2 separate regions of the Danio rerio genome follow, and region 1 is linked to region 2. The links are chromatin contacts, called in public HiCAR-type maps. All regions are on one chromosome and are shown on one strand. Each heading gives the region's core, a stretch centred on a gene start, on an enhancer-like site or on the middle of the called end of the contact. The rest is flanking DNA. Distances are from core to core; before and after follow the strand shown. Region 1 holds the start of adgra2 (adhesion G protein-coupled receptor A2). Region 2 holds the start of rab11fip1a (RAB11 family interacting protein 1 (class I) a).

Evidence for each region. HiCAR-type assays count read pairs that join an accessible place to other places.
Region 1: a contact with region 2 is called in a HiCAR-type map of caudal fin, with 6 times the contacts expected there. The contact joins the promoter of adgra2 here to the promoter of rab11fip1a in region 2. A contact is called at or near these places in 2 of 4 datasets of contacts at active chromatin or transcription factors (caudal fin and embryo).

What each region holds. Positions count from the first base shown.
Region 1 is chr8:45,048,002-45,053,594 of GRCz12tu, reverse strand. adgra2 (adhesion G protein-coupled receptor A2) reads left to right here and starts at 2,649. Exons shown (of 19, transcript NM_001318071.1): 1 at 2,649-2,878. The coding sequence starts at 2,649.
Region 2 is chr8:44,911,798-44,917,742 of GRCz12tu, reverse strand. rab11fip1a (RAB11 family interacting protein 1 (class I) a) reads left to right here and starts at 3,889. Exons shown (of 5, transcript XM_073910942.1): 1 at 3,889-4,341. The coding sequence starts at 3,998.

The DNA.
Region 1 (5,593 bases), core at 1,400-3,899, 140 kb before region 2:
TTTTACAGTGAACATGTTAAAATAAATGTTATGTGGCTTGCTATCAATATTATCAAACACTATTAAGGCAGATAATACATCATTGGCTAACCTCAACTAGTTTCCTCCCTCACATACTTCACAAAACAGGGAATCGCACAATGTAACTTACAATGTCACTGTGATTTAGTACAATTGTTACATTTAGCTGGTATCACATCTCTGCTTTTAGGCCTTGTGTCATTGTTAACATTTGTTTAGGATTGTGATATAAAAAAAAAAAAAGAATAAACCTTTAAAAAATCTTTGCCACTGCTTGAGTGTACAGCCAGAGAGAGACCAAGTACAATTTGTGTTGATCTCTAATGTGTAATTGTAGCTACATTTGGTACTTATTTATTCTTTTAAAATTGTTATTTGTAATTTTTTTTAATGGTTTACTTATTTGATGTCTGAGTTAGTGTTGTATTACATAATGTACAATTTTGTAATCAACATATTTGATTTTACTCTTCTTTTAGCTATATTTCATTTTTTATAAAAGTTCTAAATACTATTTCTTACAATTCAACAACACTAAATTGGTTAAATACTTTAATCCAACAAGCACTGAACTATTAAAAGAACAAAAATTTTTCACCAAGAGACTGGAAAGAATTGATTCATAAAGTTTTTTTGTCTTAACTTTTTGAAATGCTAAATGTATCTGTTCATTTATCAATTATAATCACCCATGTCCATCAACACTGGAATAACGAAAATCTATTTCAGAACATTAATTAATTTACATCCTCAACCGTATATAATTTACAAAAACCAATCAATTCAATTGTGTAATTCATTGTCTTGCTTTTGTTAAATTCAGAATATAAGTTACCAAAACAACATGCATTAGGCAAGAGTAGGCTACAGTCATTAAAATGTTAAGAAAGTGTTAAGCCCAAGCTGGTTGTTTGGTTTTAGCTGGGCGTCCAGTCTGGCAATAGAGGGGTTTTTGGTCATTTCTAGGCTGGTCTCAGCCATTTCCAGCCTGGTCCTAACTGGTCAGGCTGGGAAATGACCAGCTAAAACCACCTAAACCCCCCTTGCAGCCTAGCCAGTCTGGGAAACCAGCCTAGGTGGTTTTTGGTGGTTTTAGCTGATCTAACCTGACCACACTCAAAAAAAAATTATAATAAAAATTTTATATATATATATATATATATATATATATATATATATATATATATATATATATATATATATATATATATATATATATATATATATTTGCACACGCTGCAAAAAAAAAAAAAAAAAAAAAAAAAAAAACGTGCTGGATTAGTTGGTGGTTTATTCCGCAGTGGCAACCCCGGATTAATAAAGGGACTAAGCTTTCTGTAGTTTAACAGCCGTTTTTTTTTTATTTTTTTTTTTTTTAGGTTTTTTACGTTTAGTGTAACTTAATCGATTTGTGTTGGGACAATAAATTGTTTGGAGTCCTGCTTTTTTCCAGTGCAGCTAAGACCAGGCTAGAAATTGCTGAAACCAGCCCAAGACCCCTCTAAAACCAGGCTGATCAACCAGCTAAAACCAGCCAACCACGTTAGTCTCGTTTAAGTTTTTTTTTTTTTTTTTTTTTTCAGCAGGGAACTGTAGTATCAGGTTAAGAATAGAATAAATATGATTAATACATTTATTTGTTGATCTTTTTTTTTTTTTTTTAAGATTTAAGATTCGACCGATATCACTGCATAAAGAAACGAGATAAAAATAGTTAACATGAAAATTGCAATGACATAGTCACAGTATTCAAGGTTCATTACATTGATTTATTACATTATTACACACTGGCAGTGTTTAATAACATGCAAGTCCTACGTATTTAATTGTATTACTATAATAATTTAAATAAAATAGCATATAAATTTATATTTTATAGTGTAGTAATTGGTTAATATGTAAAATGTTCGAGCTGTCATAAATATACCTATAGTGGTAACTGACATTAAACTCGCTGCGCTAGGACCGCGCGGTTCGGGCAGAGGAATGTGCGCACTGAGGCTGGAGCTGAGTGTGAGTGTGACAGGATGGCAGAGGAAAAGCGCCAGAGTCCTGGAATTAAAATCGTGACCATTATTCAAAGTCAGATTGCGAGTGACACCGCACGGACCCCGGAGCTCACCGTAGTCGCAGTCCGTCATGTCTGCCGACGCGCGGCTGCAACACATCTAATGGCATTTTTCCTCTTCTGTGAATTACTCCAGAAAAAGTATGGACAACGGTTTCTTTGAGGAGTCGTAATTGCGCTGCGCTTAAAGTACAAGAGTAAAACTTAACTTTTCTTTAGAGAGGCGACAAAGTGACTATTCTGCGAGCTCATTTTTAAAAGTTGTACGATTTTATTTATTTATTTTACCATCTTGGACGTGGAAGAAGGAAAATGCATGATGGAAATATGACATGATGGATGTATTTTATTGCTTCAGTGACAGGAGTGCTGTCATGTTTCAGCAGAAGTAAAGAGTCTTGTTGTCTGGTGATCTATCCACTCACAGTTTGGAAAGGAGTAACTTTTTAACAATTACAGTTTCTATAAGCTCGGATACTTTAAGCAGTTATCACTCAAAAGTGTATGCCCTGATGTCATGGGCTGACCTGGGACCGCATAGTTGATAGTGTGGGGTACAATGTCGGGACCCTGCGTCCGCATCCCGTTTTGGGTTCGCGTGTTTCTCCTGCTGCTGCTTTATAGAATCGCTGCGGGCTGCCCGGAGCTTTTTTCCAGCGGCTGCAGCTGCACGGAGGACCGCAGTAAAGCCCACCCTACTCCCGGGACTCGGAGGAAAGTGAGCTGCGGTGGAAAGGAGCTGACTGAAACGCCCGAAGTCAGTCTGCTCCCAAACAGGACTGTCTCTCTGTAAGTATTCGTTTAGTGTTTCTCCTTAGTGACTTTGTCAATGTTATATTTCAGGGAAATAAATCACCCAGTCTCCCAGTACATCTTTAGTTGCATTTTGTGTTTTATTTGTGTTACTTAAACCTTCATAATATAGTTTGGACAAACAATTAAGAGGCTATACCTCAGTTTGCAGTAGGGTTTGTGGTGCTGTTTGAGAATAACATTAACCAAAATTGTTCAAAAAGCTTAAAAGTTTATCAAGAAGCAATTAAAACAAATCTCCAATAACTCTCTAATGAGTGTATCAATGACATGACCTTGGTTAAACAGTTGCGTCTACAGAATTTACTATAAAATTCTGACAGCAACAGGTCATGATGTCCAAATGGCATTACAACACAGATGGAGGCAAAGTTCGGGGACTTGGCAGCTTTTAGCAGCTGTCAAAATGTAACTCTATGAGAAGTCCAGCACCAATTTTACTTGTCATATATTTCTTAACCACTTTCTGATTGCTACAAATATGTGTGCACTTGTTGGTGCACTATAAGAAACATTTAATTAGATTTTATTTTTATTTTGTTTGCACTTACAACTGCTCAACATTTCAGCTATAATGGAAATATTAAAAGGAAACTACTGTACAAATAATTGGTATTACGCTCTGATACAGCTTCTCTTGGACCAATGCCCAAGAGATAAGCTTAAGATGCAGGTTGTTTTAAAATACATTGGAAGTATAGTTATGAGCTTAAAATATTATTTTAAAATGGAAATAAAAGTAACATTTGAATTTCTCACAAAGTGAAACAATCACTTAAGTGAGTACTGAGAGTGTTAGGTATACACTGTACTAATAGTTGTCTGTTTGTTTCAACTATATAATTAGCTGAAACACCATCATGTTTTATGTTCAATTAACTTAAATTAGTAAAAATAATTAATAAGTTAACTTAATTTTCTCGCTTCTGTCGTTCAAAGACATATCAAATGTTTGGAACCCAGCATTTTTTTGTTTGTGAGCATATGTGCTGATTAAAGCATCGTATCTCCACACTCATCTACTGTTTACACACAAGCATGCTCACACTAAACACCTTTAGCCTTCAGCTAAATTAGCCATCATATAGTTGAATTAAAAGGAAATACATCTAAACCCCCAAATCTCTCACCAACCCAGTATCTGTGCATTTTAATTGCCGACCGCCTCCTTCCTTTTTCATGGCTGTGGGATTCCAGTCTGTTATAATGGACCATATTTGTAATGTCTGTGCAGGAAGGAAGTAAAACCCATTGCAAAGTGTGGCTGTAGCTAGTTATGACCTATTGTGCTATTAGCTTGATGACTACTCTCCTACTTGAGACTAAGGCTGTGGCTGTTTGGGCACCTGTACAAAAACCTTATTGGACAAAATATGCGCTTAATCCTGGTGTGAGACAAGGAAGATCAGCCTAGAGCTATGTATATTTGTTTTGGTGAGGAGAGTGCAATTCTTCGTCTGTTTCTTGACATGGACGCCTGAGCAGTCGTCCAACGTTTTCAGTAGGATCAACTTGAATATTGGTGTGGAAAAGCAGGAATTAAACACTCACCATTGCAGTGACTTTCAATGATGCCCTCCTGCTCCACAGTGGGAGCAGAATTGCCTGCACATGGCTGTCATAACAACGTAAACATTAAAAGCTTTGAAACGCTGTGAACAAGCCCAGGAGAGGAGTATGGAGCTTGAGGATTGGTCCCCTTAGAGGAGGAGGCCCAGGGTAGCCAGGACTCCATTTAAAGAGGCTAGTGGTTCTGCTTAATAACCGCTAACATCTGCTCAACACATTGCCTCTGTGAAACCAGAGGAAATGGGCTGAAAAAAAAAAAAAAGATAGGAAGGGGGCAAAAGTAGGCTGGGTGGTAGACGATGGAGGCGTTTGGAGACAAGCTCTCATGAGCCTTTGCACCTCTTAATATCTTTTATTTGTTTTCCAAACATGTGGAAAGTGCACCGTGTGGCACTTTTATGAGGCTTTGTGCGTTAGAAATGTTCATAGTCCTCTGCCCCCTGAAGGGAAAATGAGTAACGTTTAATGAAAATGCCGCTCTCAGCACAAGTTTAGTTGGGTGTTTTTCAAGGTAGTTAATAAGACTGCAAATTTCTCAAGGTTGTCTTTTGGTCTTTATACATGCAGAATATTTAAAATTAATATTGTTTTAATGTTGTTTCCAAAGTCATTTCTTGGGTTTTTCCAGTGAGCATCCAAGGTGCACTTTGAGATAATCACCTGTCAGTTTCTTGCTTAACTCCCCTGTTACTGTCTAGTTCAATACACTCTTAGCAAAAAAGTTACAATACTGCCACTTTTTTTGTTCTAGTTAAAATATCTAAAAATTCTTAAATCAAGAAGCATTTTCTTGGCAAGCAAAACATACAGTTTTGTTTTAAGACATGATATGTCAAAGTTAAATGAGTTTTTCCTTAAAGCAAGCTAAATAATCTGCCAATGGGGCAAGCAAAATATTCTTGTTATCCTTTAGACATAAGATTGTTTTGCTCGTTCCATTGGCAGATTATTTTGATAGTTCTAATGAAAAACGATATTTAATTTTGACACATTATTTCTTAAAAAAAGACAATATGTTTTACTTGTCTACAAAATGCTTCTTGATTAAATTTTTTTTTAGATATTTACCTAGTAGGGTGCATTGGGAAAAGACAATATTTTGATGTTCTGTGATTTATATTC
Region 2 (5,945 bases), core at 2,640-5,139:
AGGCTGGTTTATTATTATTATCATGTTTTAACAGTGAAGATGAATCTTTGGCTCTTTATATAAACCAGCTATTTGCAAGTTGTTTGAGGTGTTTGAACAGTCCAACATACTAAGTCTATGCTAAGCATATAATAAAGAAAAGTATGTTTGATTGTTTTATACAAAGAAAAAGCGAATGGGTGCGTGTATGCAAATTGTGGCTCCTCTAAAAAGAAATTGGTGGAGGAGTTGGTGTGGCAAAATATGCAAAATGATTTTGTGTGCTTTTTTAGCTTGTTATACCACTTACTATTACAGACTGTTTGAACGAAATTAATCGTTTAATACTGAATATGCCAAGGGATTTGAACCTGAAGTTCAGCTGTTATTGACTATGCAGATTGATCAGAACGGTCGAACATCTGCTTGATTTTTCCTGTTCAGTTTTTCTTCTTCAGTCCCTTTGTGTTTTCATGTTTTATGCATTTGTTTCATACACACAATTTCATTTACGTGTCTGTAAGAATGTATTATGTGTTTTGTATGTATTGTTCGACCATTACAGTGTTATTTCAACTTTTTGTAGAGAATTATAGAGAACCATTGGAAAAGTTGCTTAATAGTGCCCTCTGCTGGGCCATTTCTGTCATTGATCAAATGCACTGAAAATGAATCCTGTTGATGGACGAATGATATCAACAAAGTGACAACTCATTCAGATGTCACCCAGAGTATTAAGGGATTTATAAGGAAGGGCAAGTGTTTGTCCATAAATGATTAGTTGTAGTGCCATGTGTAACATGGACTTTTTAAGCACTTGGTTCAGGTTATGGATAAAGCATTTGACACATTCTTTTAAATGATAAGTATTTATATTATACATATCAGTATTAATATTTTGAGTAACTTTTATTGTCATTATGCAGTGTCATAATATCAGTATTTACAGAGGATTGGAAGCCTGATTTATCAACTTTTTAGTCTTTAAATGCACACTAACATATTCAAGCTGGACCTCAAACTCCAACTTCCTCTTTTTGTGTTATCAACACCACATAGAACAGGTTTTGTTCACTACGAAGCATTGATCATCCCAAAAATAGTTAGCAAAAATGAAGTAGACATTTGTACTCGGAAACAAGGATATACAGTCATGCCCGAGATTATTCATACTGTACCACTGACAAATTCTGACTTTAAGTTACTTTTACTCAACAAGCAAGTTTTTTTGGTTGTTGTTGTTATTTTTGTTTTTGACCAGAAATGACACAAGCTTCTCCCAAAAGATAATCAGATAACATATAAAAAACAAAAACCACAAAAAGTATTTGAACAAAAAATTATGTCAAGCTTGACTGATTCTAACCCTGAAATGTCGAAATCATTCTTAATATGAAAGCAAAGAATGGACAATCACAACCAGAAGCCAAATGGTGAATTCCAATCTTCACACTGACAGTTTTTCTTCCCCACCCCACCAAGCCCACAAGCTAAAAAATTCTGAATATAGTGCTATTATCCCCTGTGTCCCATCATGGCAAAGTAACAAGTGAAACAGAGTATTTGTCTTCAGCTTACTTTAAATTGTGTTCAGGGATATTTATGTGCCAAAGAAGCTCACAGACAATTAATGCTGAACATTTTCAATATTGTGTAGTTTCCCGTTGACCCCTTCAAGCAAGAAATCATTGCCCTCATCATTGTCAAACCTGTATTAAAAAACAGACATACTGAACTAATTTTCCTTTTTCCCACAATCACAAATCATGTAAAGCCATGATGACTATGTAGGTTAAAATATTAATTTTAAAGGCTGAAATACACTGCTCACCATCATGTCATTGAACATTTCATGTGTTACTTAATTTTGGTTTAAATAAGTAGTTCTTGGTGCAAAATGTCTTTTGAAAAAGCAAACAAAACACAACCATGAAATTTGTGGTCTGCTCAAAGTGTACCATGTTTATACACAAATTGTTTTGTTTTCCTTTTTTTTCTTTAAGGGATTTACATTTTAAATGTCTTATGTGTGCATAATGGTTTCATGTGACATTGTGATATTTGCATGAACAATCGTATTTTTCTCTGGGTAGACCTAAAGTGTCTGAGGGTCAGTTTAAATTCATTGTGTTCCTCAATGTTTTGATTGTAATCTCTACATTTAAAAGGGAGATTTCAATAGTAACATGAGTATTTATATATATTTTGTCACTCACATCATATGAAAATGATAGCAACATTTTTTGTACCAATTTCAGTAATATATTTGCTATAGATGTTAAGATTGTGCCTTATGAACGACATGATGCAAAATAAAGGTTTGGTAAAAACTACGAGAATATTTCAAATCATTTTCACTTTGATCTTAAATTGTGTTATACAGGCCCGTTGCCAGGGAGGGTTTGGGTGGATCTATTTTGACTGCCATGCCATCATAAATAGTGAAAATAACCCATTAAAAATGGCTTTAAGAGCAAACAGAATCCGTGCTGATGGAAACGGAATGTTGATTCAGTGTGGCTTCAGCTAATAAGTTTTGCCCAATGATATGATCCAGAGTCCAATATCCAGCTGTGCAAGTGAACACACAAAATGATGTAAAAGAAGTCATCTTTCACTACTGTATTGTTTTTAAATAGAAAAAAAAAACATTTTACAAGTAACTTTTATTATAAATAATTTAATATTTTCTTGTTTTGAAATGGCTAAATTCTGACTGAGGAAGGTTGAATGTGCTGGCCAGTTTATTTGTCTCATAAATGACAATAAGCTACAGTTTTTAATGTAAAACTTTAACAGATTCCTTTTTTTTCTAATGATATATGATGTAATAAATTTATAATTTTAAAAAATAAGTATTTTATCACATTTATTTATTCTAAATCTTTAGGAAATATTTGGTACATCAAAAAGTGTGGTTATAATGACCACCATCCAACAAGTGAATTCAGCTAAAAATTAGTGCTTAAAATGTCACTAAAATGCAGTATTTAAATTTAATAACTACATTGAAAGTTACTGCAAAAAGGTCTATGTTTGAAAAAAAAAAAAAAAAAGAACCACTAACTTCACCAGGCTACAGGCCTGTATCTATCTAAATGAAAAAAAAAAAATCCCAGCCCAACGATTTGCGTCTGACAATTACGTAACCTCTGTTTCCATGTGAAATGCAAATTCACATCCTTCACAAGAGTTTAAACCAATTCAAAGTTAGTTGTTATTCGACTGACACGTAATTTATCCTATCAGAGTGCTGTATTGTAGTGACTGGGCGGAACAAATACTGTCACGTAGGACAAAGGAATGAACATCACGCTTGTAAACTACTAAGGATACTGTTTCTCTAGTGCCTGGAGCAGACTGATCTGAGGGAGGATGAATAATCGGCTTCATAATAATTACTCACGCTCCCTTGTTCTGTTGTCATCTTGCTAAATATACTTTATGTGGTTCATTTGACCCGAGGAAGTAAATAGGGGTTACATATTGAAAATCCAATAAGCGTTCAGGTAACCGTGCTTAAACATAGAACATTTTTAAATATCCATGAAGGTAAACTCCACTGAGGTTTTAAGGTATTTTGTGACTGCGAAACGTGCATGAATAGTCAATGAATGCTATGCTAGTGTCTGATTGGTTTTCTGTTGTCGAACTCGTTGACATATTCAATCAACCATCGTTTACTGTTAACTTTTTGAGGTTAAAATAATACTGAAATTAGGGCCAAAGAGTAAAAGCGGTACAGACACATTGTTTAAAGTAGCATTAACCCGGAATTCTAAAATAAACCATCATAAGCTCTTCTGTAATAGCTTAACTTGAAGAATGGTGTGATACCTGCATCACCTGAGCGCTGGGTACACACTGTGCGTCATGCGTAAAGGGCGGGACTTGTGAGATCTCCCAAACAGAACAGTTACACACAGTAGCTTTGAACGACGCCGGACACACGGCAAACATCAAGCAGGGACGTACTTACAAAGAGCAATTTTAGTCCCGTTTGAACTTGTATTTAAACATGTCTTTGGGTGACCAGCAGTGGTATCCCACCAGCGTTCAGGTAACCGTGCTCAAAGCACGAAACTTACGTATCAAGGGCAAAAATGGAACGAACGACGCCTATGCCATCATGCAGGTGGGCAAGGACAAGTTTTCCACCTCGGTAGCGGAGAAATGCGTCTCACCGGAATGGAAGGAGGAAGCGACGTTCGACTTGCCGCTGGTACATCAGGGGGACGTGGAACGATGCACGCTGTACATCATCGCCATGCACCGTGCCCTGGTGGGGCTAGACAAGTTTTTGGGGCAGGCTGTCATCAATTTAGTGGACCTCCACGCCAACAGATCACGCAAGAAAACCGAGTGAGTGCCGTTCTGTCTTATACGGAAATAATGTAGATATGACATTATCTGAGTGTCATAAAATATGCCACTGACTCAAAAGTTTAATTAATAAACTGCCGATGAGTTAACCATAGCTAGTTTTGGTCTATGATTCTGCATGGAAAAGTTTTAATACTCCGCCCTTTTAGCACGGCATATTATTATTAGGGGGTCAAGCGCGTAGCGCTGAAACCCTATTGTATTTGTTAGGATTTTTATTATTATTATTATTCTGCCGAAGTCACTATTGCCCAGGCCAAACCGTAAGGCCGAGAGAGCTGAAACTTGGCCAGAAGGTAGTACCCCGGTACACTACGTTCTCACCAAAGATCAGCCAAATCGGACCATAGGTGGCGCTATGGCGCCAAAAACCCACTTTTTGGACATTTTTGGCCGTTATTTGTTTACCGTTTGTCGTAGACTCAAAAACTTTACATATTTTGAATCCTTGGGTTAACCCGAACAAAAGTGCACAGCTGCACTTTTTGCTCTACGGCGCACCGTTTTCCCGCTACATCGCAATTTGTCCGAAACCTATTTTTGCGAACTAGTCCTAGGTTTTTCACTCAATCTAAACCAAACCAGCTCTCAAATGTTCTCTAGACACTGAATATCAATAATTATCAAAAAAAAGTTGACATTTTTATTCTCACTCGAAACAGTACACAACAATGTTCAATGCTAATTGAAGCTAAATGCTAATTGTGGCTATAACTTTTGAACGGAATGAGATATCATCACCAAACTTGGTACACACATGTATAAGCTCAATTTCAGGTCACAGTGCAAAAACAGTAGACTTTGGCCACACTGTGGCGCTATAAAGCTTAAAAACCATAAAATGACTCTAACCTTACAACCGTTAGTCCGATCAACTTGAAATTTGGCATGCAGTGTCTTTGATCAGTTTGCCATGAATCATTATAAGGACATTGGCACATCTCAAAAAACATGGCCGCCATTAGCCAATAAATATTGAGCAGCCATTTAACAAGGTTAACGATCAGTGATCGTAACGAAACTCGCTGGGCATGTTCGACTCACTGTCCTAGAGGTCTGTAAGAATTTTGAAAGAAATCGGCCACTAGGGGGCGATTTTACACAATTTTAAGGTGTAATGAGTTGTGTATCACACAACCTTTTGCAAAACCACAGAAAATACATATCATATGATAGGCCTGCTTATACCGAACAGTTTGACACTAAAATCACTGCTGTCACTCGCACTGTTCATTAAATATTCATCAACATATGAAAAACCTACTTTTGCGAACTAGTCCCTGGTTTTTCACTCAATCGCAACGAAACCAGTGTTGGTGGAATCTCTGGACTGTGTAGATCAATAATTATCAAAAAAAAGTTGAACTTTTTACTTTGGCTAGCTGTAACAGGCTAATTTACAAAAGGGGCGTGTCCACACGGACCTACATGCCTGTAAACCAATAAGGAAAACTCACAACATCACAGAAATTGGTGAGCACATGTGCCATATCAATGAGAAGAAACTTGCAAAATTTTGTGAAGATCAAACCATAGGTGGCGCTATAATAGCAAAAATAGTCTTAAAAACATGCCAAATGGCT